Linked DNA regions of Zea mays: region 2 is linked to region 1. The links are chromatin contacts, called in public Hi-C maps. All regions are on one chromosome and are shown on one strand. Each heading gives the region's core, a stretch centred on a gene start, on an enhancer-like site or on the middle of the called end of the contact. The rest is flanking DNA. Distances are from core to core; before and after follow the strand shown.

Region 1 (4,457 bases), core at 828-3,327:
TGATGACATAGATGAATGCGAGGTTCCAACGGGCGCAATGAGGACTATGGCGATAGTGATGTGCGATCACAGGAACAACAAGTGCAAGATCAACCTTCTTTCTCAACAATGATGCAACCCCCAACTCAAGATGAGGAACAGGTACATCAAGACAATGGCATGGATCAAGGGGGAGCACAAGAACTAGAATGAAGAGAGGAGGAAGAAGTACAACATGCACCTCCAACCCAAGTCCACACCAACATTCAAAGGGATCATTCGGTGGACAAATCCTTGGTGACATTAGCAAGGGAGTTACTACGTGTTCACGTATTACAAATTTTTGTGAGCACTACTATTTTGTTTCTTCTATTGAGCCTTTCAGGGTAGAAGAAGTGTCGCAGGATCCGGACTGAGTGTTGGTCATGCAAGAGGAGCTCAACAACTTGAGTTTTCTATCAACTACTACCTTCGTTCATAAATATATGACACTGTTGACCTTTTTCGAAAACTTTGATCACTCGTTTTATTCAAAAATGTAAAATTTTAAGTCAAGCACAAACCATCTTAAGTGATAAAATAAATCACAAAAAATAAATGATAACTTATTTTTTAATAAGACGAGTGATCAAAGTTTTTTTTTAAAAAATCAACGATGTCATATATAAACGGAGCGAGTACATTCTATCATCTCATCTATACGTCTATGCCTTGAACTATCAATATTGTATGTAAATTATTTACATTGTGTTAAAGTTTCCAATATAATATTTTGAAACTAAGAGTGGTTACGTTATTTAGTGTATACATACCGAATCACATTATAATTTTTATAATAGATAACGAGCTAACAAATGGTTTTGTCAATTTGAATATGATTTTTTTCGTTGGTCATTCACTTTGGTATAATTTATTATGGGGCATACCAAATTACCAAACTGCATACGTATTTTTTTCTAAAGTTTGCTCTTTGGTAGCAGTGATTCACACCGTGGACAACATTCGGGTTACTCGAAAATTTCGGGTCGGGTAATTCGGGTTTTTAAAATTTTGGGTTTTGAGAATCGATATCCGAAATTACAATGAGTTTTGCAATTCTCGAAAATTCGGGTACCCAGAATTTCGGGTTCGGGTATTCTCGAACTATCCGAACTATTGTGTCGGCTTCATAAAAACACATACACCCTATTAAATTAGTATAAAAATATAGTTTGAATAACGATATACATGGGCATATAAAACACAAGCAATCTACAATCACAAGTTATACACACTTACACATAATTATAGATGTACAAATTAATAATTAAGCATGACATGAGTACATGACACATGAAAGTTCGGGTAATTCGGGTATTTCGGGTACCCGATTGTGATACCCGAATTACCCAAAATAAATTCGGGTTTTGCAAGTTGCTACCCGAAATTCCCCAACAAAATTCGGGTTTTGGGTATTTCAGGTTCGGGTTTCGGGTTACGGGTTTTTTGCCCAGCCCTTGTGGTCGTCAATGACTTTTCTTGTCCTCCATCATCCACTTCATATTTATCCTAAATTCAAATTTCAGAAGCACATATAAAATTCAAATAATTTTAAGCAAGAACAAAGCATAGAGCATGATTCTAGAAAAACTGAAACTGGTCTGATATTCCCCTAAAAATATGTATAATTTTTATAATATGAAATAATATTTAATATTTCTAGATGCATTTTAGTTTCACAAAATATTTGGACACTTTTAAAAAAATATTCATATAATTATTTGATAAAGTTTAATTGAGCTCTGAACTATTGTTTAAACCTTATTACCTCACTCGTGGTTGACATAGTTACGTAGAACGATGAACTTGGCGACAAGTCAACTAAAACCATTTCAATTTTAAAAATAGATCAGGAGCTAAATGGAACAGTTTTAAAAGTGAGATGAGTCTACACTCTACAGATTTGAGATTTGTACACGCAGGCTGGTCCGTTTGGTAGAGGTTGGACTTTAATTGGCCCTAAAAGTGTGACTGCAAGCTAGATCAGGCCCACGGCCCACCTTCCAGACGCTCCCCCGGAAACTCCGCCCACTCGCACAAACCAAGACAAAGTTGCGATGCTCCATGCTCCACGTCACGACGCCGCATCTAACCCTCCGGCGACTCATCGCCGGCGAGCCGGTCCGCCACGCCATAGCCTCGTCCTGAAGCGCACTTAATCCTACGTCTCGTTCCTCTCTCGCCCCCGGTACCCTCCATAGGCATGGGAATGGGGTCTGCGAGAGGGGGCGCAGGGGGATGGCTCCCCGGCGAGCGGTGGCGGCGGGTCATCTTCCTCGCTCTGGCGGCCGTCTCGTTCCTCATCTCACTCATACTCCTCTTCCTATCCGCGCCGCGTCTCCGCCTCCCAAGTGTCGTCCTGCCTTACACCACCGCTTCCGCTTCTGCCGTCCGCCGCGGGCCCGGCGAGCCGCCCTGCCTGGTGTACCTGCTGACCGGCGCGCGCGGCGACGGGCGCCGCCTCCTCAGGCTCCTCCTCGCGGTTTACCACCCGCGCAACCGGTACGTGCTCCACCTCTCCGCCGACGCGCCAGACGACGAGCGCCTGAGCCTCGCCACCGGGGTCGTCGCCGCGGCGCCCGCCGTGGGAGCATTCGAGAACGTGGTTATTATTGGCAATCCCACCGCCGGGACGCCCGTGGGGTCCTCCGGACTCGCCGGCACGCTCCGCGCTGCGGCCGTGCTGCTCCGGCTCCACGCTGACTGGGACTGGTTCCTCACCCTCAATGCCGCCGACTACCCCCTCGTCACACAGGATGGTAGGGCAACACTGGCATCTATGCATCTCTAAGGAAAAAAAATCTCCTTGGTTCAATCTAGTAGGTTACAAAAGAACGACACTCGGTAGTCTTCTTCCTTTATTATATGGAAATTACAAGTAGTCTTCTAGCGATGACATTGAATGGAAATGTAAGTTCTCTTTGTTTGTCCTGACTGATATCAAATAACAAATACTCATAACATGGAAGAGCTGCACAACCAGTCATGAGTCAACCATGCACATTTCATACGATTCCAGTTGCCTATTAGTCACACTGTCAGTCTTACTTTGCATTGATAGTTGTACTGTCAGGAATAATAGATTGAGGCTCCCCTTATTTATTGATAAGTAATGCACATGCCAAAACTTGTGCTGTTGCTATACTTATATCTGTTAAAGTGTGCACCCAAACATATAGGTCTGTTGTAGAGCCTGTGCCAAATGATGTTCATGATTACAAAATTTCTGTTATACATCACTCTTGAATGCTATAATATATCATGGTTATTCTGGTTCTCCAAATAACTTTTATCTTCTACAGAAATCTGCTTCGGTGCTTCATTAATTATTCCAGCAAGTCATCATTGTGTGATTATCCTCATTAATTGATGGAGATCATTATAAATCTTTATGCTTTTCCCTGATGCAGACCTGATTCATGTCCTTTCTTCTGTCCCAAGGGATCTTAACTTCATTGACCACACCGGTGACGTTGGATCAAAAGAGTATGGGGAATCTAAATTTGCAAATGATTTTAGCTGTTGGCAGCATTGTTACTGATCAAAATTTCTTTGCAGACCTGAGAAAGTTCAACAAATTATAGTCGATGCTGGAATTTACTTGTCAGGGAGGACCAACTTCTTTCGAGGAACACAGAAACGAGCAGCTCCTGAGGCTTTTAAGTTCTTTACAGGCATTTCTTGCTCTCTGTGCTTGCTTTGTTTTCATTGGTCTTAATAATTTCCTCACCAATTTATCTCCTCCGTAATAGGTTCTCCATGGGTCATATTAAACCGGCAATTTATAGAGTACTGCATTCTTGCTTGGGAGAATCTCCCTAGGATTCTTCTCATGTACTTCAACAATGTAATACAACCTCAGGAAGGGTATTTCCAGACAGTCATCTGCAACTCACTGGACTTCCGTAATTTCACTGTGAACAATGACTTGAGGTTCATGGTGCAAGATGATTCCGCTCAGAAAAAGTCCCTTTTCACGAGCAGGGAACATTATGGTCACATGGTGGATAGTGGGGCACCCTTCGCAAGGCCGTTTCAGGAGAATGATCCTCTGCTGGACCAGATCGACGGCAATATACTCAAGCGTTGGAGCCATGGACCAGTTCCTGGTGCTTGGTGCACAGGAAGGAAGAGGTGGTTCAGTGATCCATGTTCCCAGTGGGGCGATGTGAATGTTTTGAGACCAGGTCCTCAAGCAGTGATGTTGCACCAATATGTAAATCGGACCTTAGAAGAAGCAAAGTCTAGCAGCAATTCATGCAGGCGGTAGCAGCATTGGCGTCTAGAACCTCATGTCCCATGGTTGAAAGCTTTGAGCTTTTTCCGCTTATCCACTAAGGGTTCTCCACTCTGCTGAATAAATAGCTGCCACATGTCTAAGCTGAAACAAGCACTCGTCGCACCTGGAACAAAGCCATGGAGGGATGTTCTTTTCTGAT
Region 2 (4,672 bases), core at 1,174-3,673, 310 kb before region 1:
GTACAAAGAATGGGCACAAAATTGTTTGTCAAGTAGATGGGACAATTGTTTCGCCAATCAAGATGCTTACAATTATAAAATTAAAGAGATTGAATTGTGCTGCAGAAATTTAAAATACACAAAAGAAGGGGAAGAGAGCATGAAAGAAGTTCTGATTACTCCATTCACAAATTACAATCAAACAGATCAGGACAATTGTATATATTATTACAAAAGGGTTCTACCATCTATGACAAACAACCCTCATTCTCCCAAAAAGAAATTTGTATCTACGGAGTGAATGAAATAATCCTGGTTTGCTGTCTACCCTCGATAAGCCCATAACAGAAGCTACAAGTTCCAACAAACAGCGAATGAAAATAGACACAGCAATATCACAGGACATCTAATGAATCTACTGGAGCCAACAGAACAGCAGGCACAAGTGTACAAACAAATGGACACAGAATTGTTACAAGGCACGTCAAGTAGCTAGATCAAGTGTTTCACCAAATCAAGATGCTTACAATAAAATTAAAGAGATTGAATTACCCTCTAAAAATCAAGAGATGGACAGATGAAGGGGAAGAGAGCACTGCCACTGCAATATTTGCAGCATTAGAAAGTTTTAATTAATTCATTTACAAATTACAATCAAACAGATCAGGAAAATTCTATATACTATAAGAATTCACCACCTATCATATATGGCAAACAACTCTCATTTTTTCCCAAAAGAATGTCCATCTACAGAGTGAATGAACCTGACTAGTGATCAATGTATCATTTAGCAGAAACACAGAAGGAAATGAGGACATCGCCATATACACCAAAGCAGGAGTCAGGCTCTAGAGGTGCAGTAGCGCTTTGACTGGTTTCCGTATCTATACAGCCAGGCCTGGTGGAGACAACGATTGGTTGCCTGCATGTCTCGGGCCCAGCAGCATTTTCTTCTCTGCATGCTTGCCAAAGCAGCTCGTTCTTGCACCGCTCGAGACTGGCTCGCCCGAAACAACAGATTCTCACGTCTCCCCGGCGCCTGGTAGAGTGGGCACTTTTGCATGCTGGGAGCCTAGCTCGGTAGCTGGACCAAGCAACCAAACTAGCGCTTCCTGCATCTCGCGAGCCTGGTTCAGCGCGCAGCAAACCAATCAGCCCCTTTGTGAGCAATACAACAGTGATCAGTAATTTTTCATTTACCTCCCTTCAACTCAGTTTCGATTCGATGGCAATTTTCCATTTATCCCCTCCCACCTTAACGTTGATTGCTCACAGAACGATTGGTTGCCTGCATGTCTCGGGCCCAGCAGCATTTTCTTCTCTGCATGCTTGCCAAAGCAGCTCGTTCTTGCACCGCTCGAGACTGGCTCGCCCGAAACAACAGATTCTCACGTCTCCCCGGCGCCTGGTAGAGTGGGCACTTTTGCATGCTGGGAGCCTAGCTCGGTAGCTGGACCAAGCAACCAAACTAGCGCTTCCTGCATCTCGCGAGCCTGGTTCAGCGCGCAGCAAACCAATCAGCCCCTTTGTGAGCAATACAACAGTGATCAGTAATTTTTCATTTACCTCCCTTCAACTCAGTTTCGATTCGATGGCAATTTTCCATTTATCCCCTCCCACCTTAACGTTGATTGCTCACAGAACGTACCAGATTTGAAGTGCTCATGTGAGCCCCAGGCTCTGAGAGCACGATTTGTTCCCCGTCAACAAAAGCTAAAAAAACTCCCATCCAAGCTGCCTTACTCCTCTCTGAGTAGGAAATCTAACCTTAATACAACGCCGCAAATACAAAACAATGAAGTTCTAATACAGACATTCACATGGGAAAGATAGATATGAACAGGAGGCTCACCATGGAGGTGATATACTCCTCGAACGACTCCCGATACTTGTCGTAGAGCTGCTGCGAGTAGTCGTGCGGCGGCTTCTGCGTGCACATGTTGTATATCGTCCTGCGACAAGAGGACCAAAACCTAGATCAGAACCGGATCGAGGCGGATCGCGGTGTGAAACCAAGCGGCCGCTGCGCAGGAGACGGTGGCGGCGAGGAGGAGTAAGGGGAGAAGGAGGCGCACGTGTAGAGCATCATGTAGTCCTCGGAGCTGAACTGAGGCTCGGGCTTGCCCTCGAGGATGTTCTTCAGCTTGGTGATACCCTTCTGCATAAACGCCCATCCCTCCTCCAGATCGATTGTCCTACGCTCCTGCCCTGCCATCACCGCCGGTGGCGGTGGCGGTGCCGGCGCGCTGAGACTCAAATCCTAGCGCCGCCGCTGGGGGTTTGGACCGTTTGGTGGTGCGCCTGGGGAGGATGGCGAGGGTCCTCGACAGGCCAGCTAGAGAGGCGGAATGGGGAAGGACTATGAGATAGGCGAGCGCGTGGGCATGAGAAGAGAGGAAAGAGGTGAGCTGGGCCTGGGTGGTGGCTTAGACTGGTTCCTCCGCACCGAGAGTCCGAGAGACGGGAGTGGATAGCATATGCTTAAATCACTGTTTTATCTTTAAATACTCTTTTCTTTTAAGTTCTCTTTTTCCATCCACATTTAAATAAATAATATAGAATATATACAAACTACATTCATAACTTATTGAGCGAATGTATATTTTGTCCAAAGTAAATTATATTTTATGACGAAGAGAGTATAAATTTATCAAGTTTGACAATTTGTAGCACCTCATACCTATTCCCTATATTCCCTATAACTATCTGTTTCCAAAAATTCTTATGCATAAAAATTAAACTCTTTGTTAGTATATTCCACCGACGATCTCGCCACTAAGGTACTAACGACTGCTTTGGCTTATCAGGATAAGCTGCTTAGGCTTACTGCTTGTAGGAGGAAAGATTTTAAATTCAAGTATGAGAGCACGCTTATAGAGCTTGAGTCTTCTAAAGCTTCTATTGTGGTGTCTGACGAGACTGAATATGATAAGTACGCTCTACACATGTCGAACATCGCAACTTTGTAGATCAAGTACGCCAACTTGCTAGATGAGCGTGACGAGTTGAGATCTAGGTCTATCTTGTTAGGTGCGTGTACCACTTGTCCTAGCTTGAAGACTGAGCTAGTAGAGAGAAACGGTAGTGTCGGGTACCGTAATTAGGGGTATCCCCAATGCTCCTAAACACGGCTGGAAAACATCTTCAAAACAAACCATAAACAGCTGATAAAGCGCGGTTCAAGTCAAGGCCTCGTCTACCAAGGGACGTGACCTCATTCGAGCCCAGCTTCGGGCAAGGACGGTAGTCCCGGACGTATTCACGCCTCGCCCGAGGGTCCCCTCAGTCAGCAGACGCACCCCCGTCTTACCCGAGGCTAAGCTCGGGCGAACTTTGTCGTACAGCGACCTCGGCCGGATCGCCCTACCAACCGACCGTATCGCATGCGCATTTAATGCGGGGATCGCCTGACACCTTATCCTGACACGCGCGCCTCAGTCGGCAAGGTCGAAGTGACCGCAGTCACTTCGCCCTTTCACTGACCGTTCTGACAGGAAAACAGCATTGTTCGCCCCGCTCCGGCTACTGTGTCAACCACCAGGGTAGGACTAGCAACAGCAAGTCGTGACCTCTCCCGAGTTCAGCCTCGGGCGCGACAAGGAGCTCCGCCTCGCCCAACCCCAGGCCTCGGCCTCAGCCCCGGCCTCGGGGAAGGTCTCCGCCTCGCCCGACCTCAGGCCTCGGCCTCGAGGGAAGGTCCCCGTCTCGCCCGACCTCGGGCCTCGGCCTCAGCCTCGGCCTCGGGAGGAGTCACATCCTCGCCCGACCTCAACCCCGGTCTCGGGAGAAGTCTCCGCCTCACCCGACCTCGGCCTCGGACCGACTACGCTACAGGGGATGCATCATTACCCTACCGCTAGCTAGCCACCCTTTGCTACGAAGGAACAAGACTGGAGTCACATCAAACTACTCCGATAGCAAGTAATGATGGTTCCCCGTGTGCGACCATGACGTCGATGGCTCTCAGCTCCCTACGGAAGCAAGGAAACGTCAGCAGGATCCATGCCGCACCGCCAGCTGCGCTTCTACAGGGCTCAAGGCACTTCTCCGCCAGCCACGTTAGCACATGTACAGGGCTCAAGGCACTTCTCCGCCAGCCACGTTAGCGCATAGCTACACCCCCATTGTACAGCTGAGCATCTCCTTGTATCTATAAAAGGAGATGTCCAAGGCCTTCCTGGGGGGGGGACGGACGGAGGGCGAAGGCAGGCGAGCAGAGGTAGGCAGAGTAGGAGAGACGCGGTAGAGGCAGACTCAGACAACTCACCTCAAGGCCGAACCCTCTCTTTCTCTCTCTCTCGCCCTCGCTCTCTCGCAACGCTTGTAACCCCTACTACGAGCACCCCGGTGCAAGATAATATAAGCCTCATCCCCCCGCTTGTGTTCCATCTTGCATCAACCCATCTGGGCAGGGACACACAGCGACAAATTCACTGGTCGGTTGACGGTCCTCGTGGGTCCGAAACGCCGACAGTTGGCGCGCCAGGTAGGGGTCTGCTGCGTGTTAACGAATACTTTCCCGTTGAGTTCCAGATGGGTAGCCTTCAGCAGCCTCTTCAGTCGGGGACGGTGCTCCGCTTCGGGAGTCTCGAGTTCATGACCCGCGATGGTGGCTACGACATGTACTCCTCCCCTCGCAGCACGACAACAACGACGGCCGTCGGCTCGCCCGGCGGAGGCGAACTCGACGACG

Evidence for each region. Hi-C and Micro-C count contacts between places; a contact is called where the count stands out from the background.
Region 2: a Hi-C map of leaf shows a contact between it and region 1, with 2.9 times the contacts expected there. The contact joins the promoter of LOC103635893 here to the promoter of LOC100191451 in region 1. A contact is called at or near these places in 2 of 25 Hi-C or Micro-C datasets (leaf and tassel).

What each region holds. Positions count from the first base shown.
Region 1 is chr8:130,176,510-130,180,966 of Zm-B73-REFERENCE-NAM-5.0, reverse strand. It overlaps LOC100191451, which reads left to right and starts at 2,077. Exons shown (of 4, transcript NM_001136884.1): 1 at 2,077-2,777; 2 at 3,429-3,504; 3 at 3,577-3,692; 4 at 3,771-4,457. The coding sequence starts at 2,222. The coding sequence ends at 4,288.
Region 2 is chr8:130,485,842-130,490,513 of Zm-B73-REFERENCE-NAM-5.0, reverse strand. LOC103635893 (cullin-1-like) reads right to left here and starts at 2,423. Exons shown (of 18, transcript NM_001346824.1): 1 at 2,055-2,423; 2 at 1,832-1,931. The coding sequence starts at 2,194.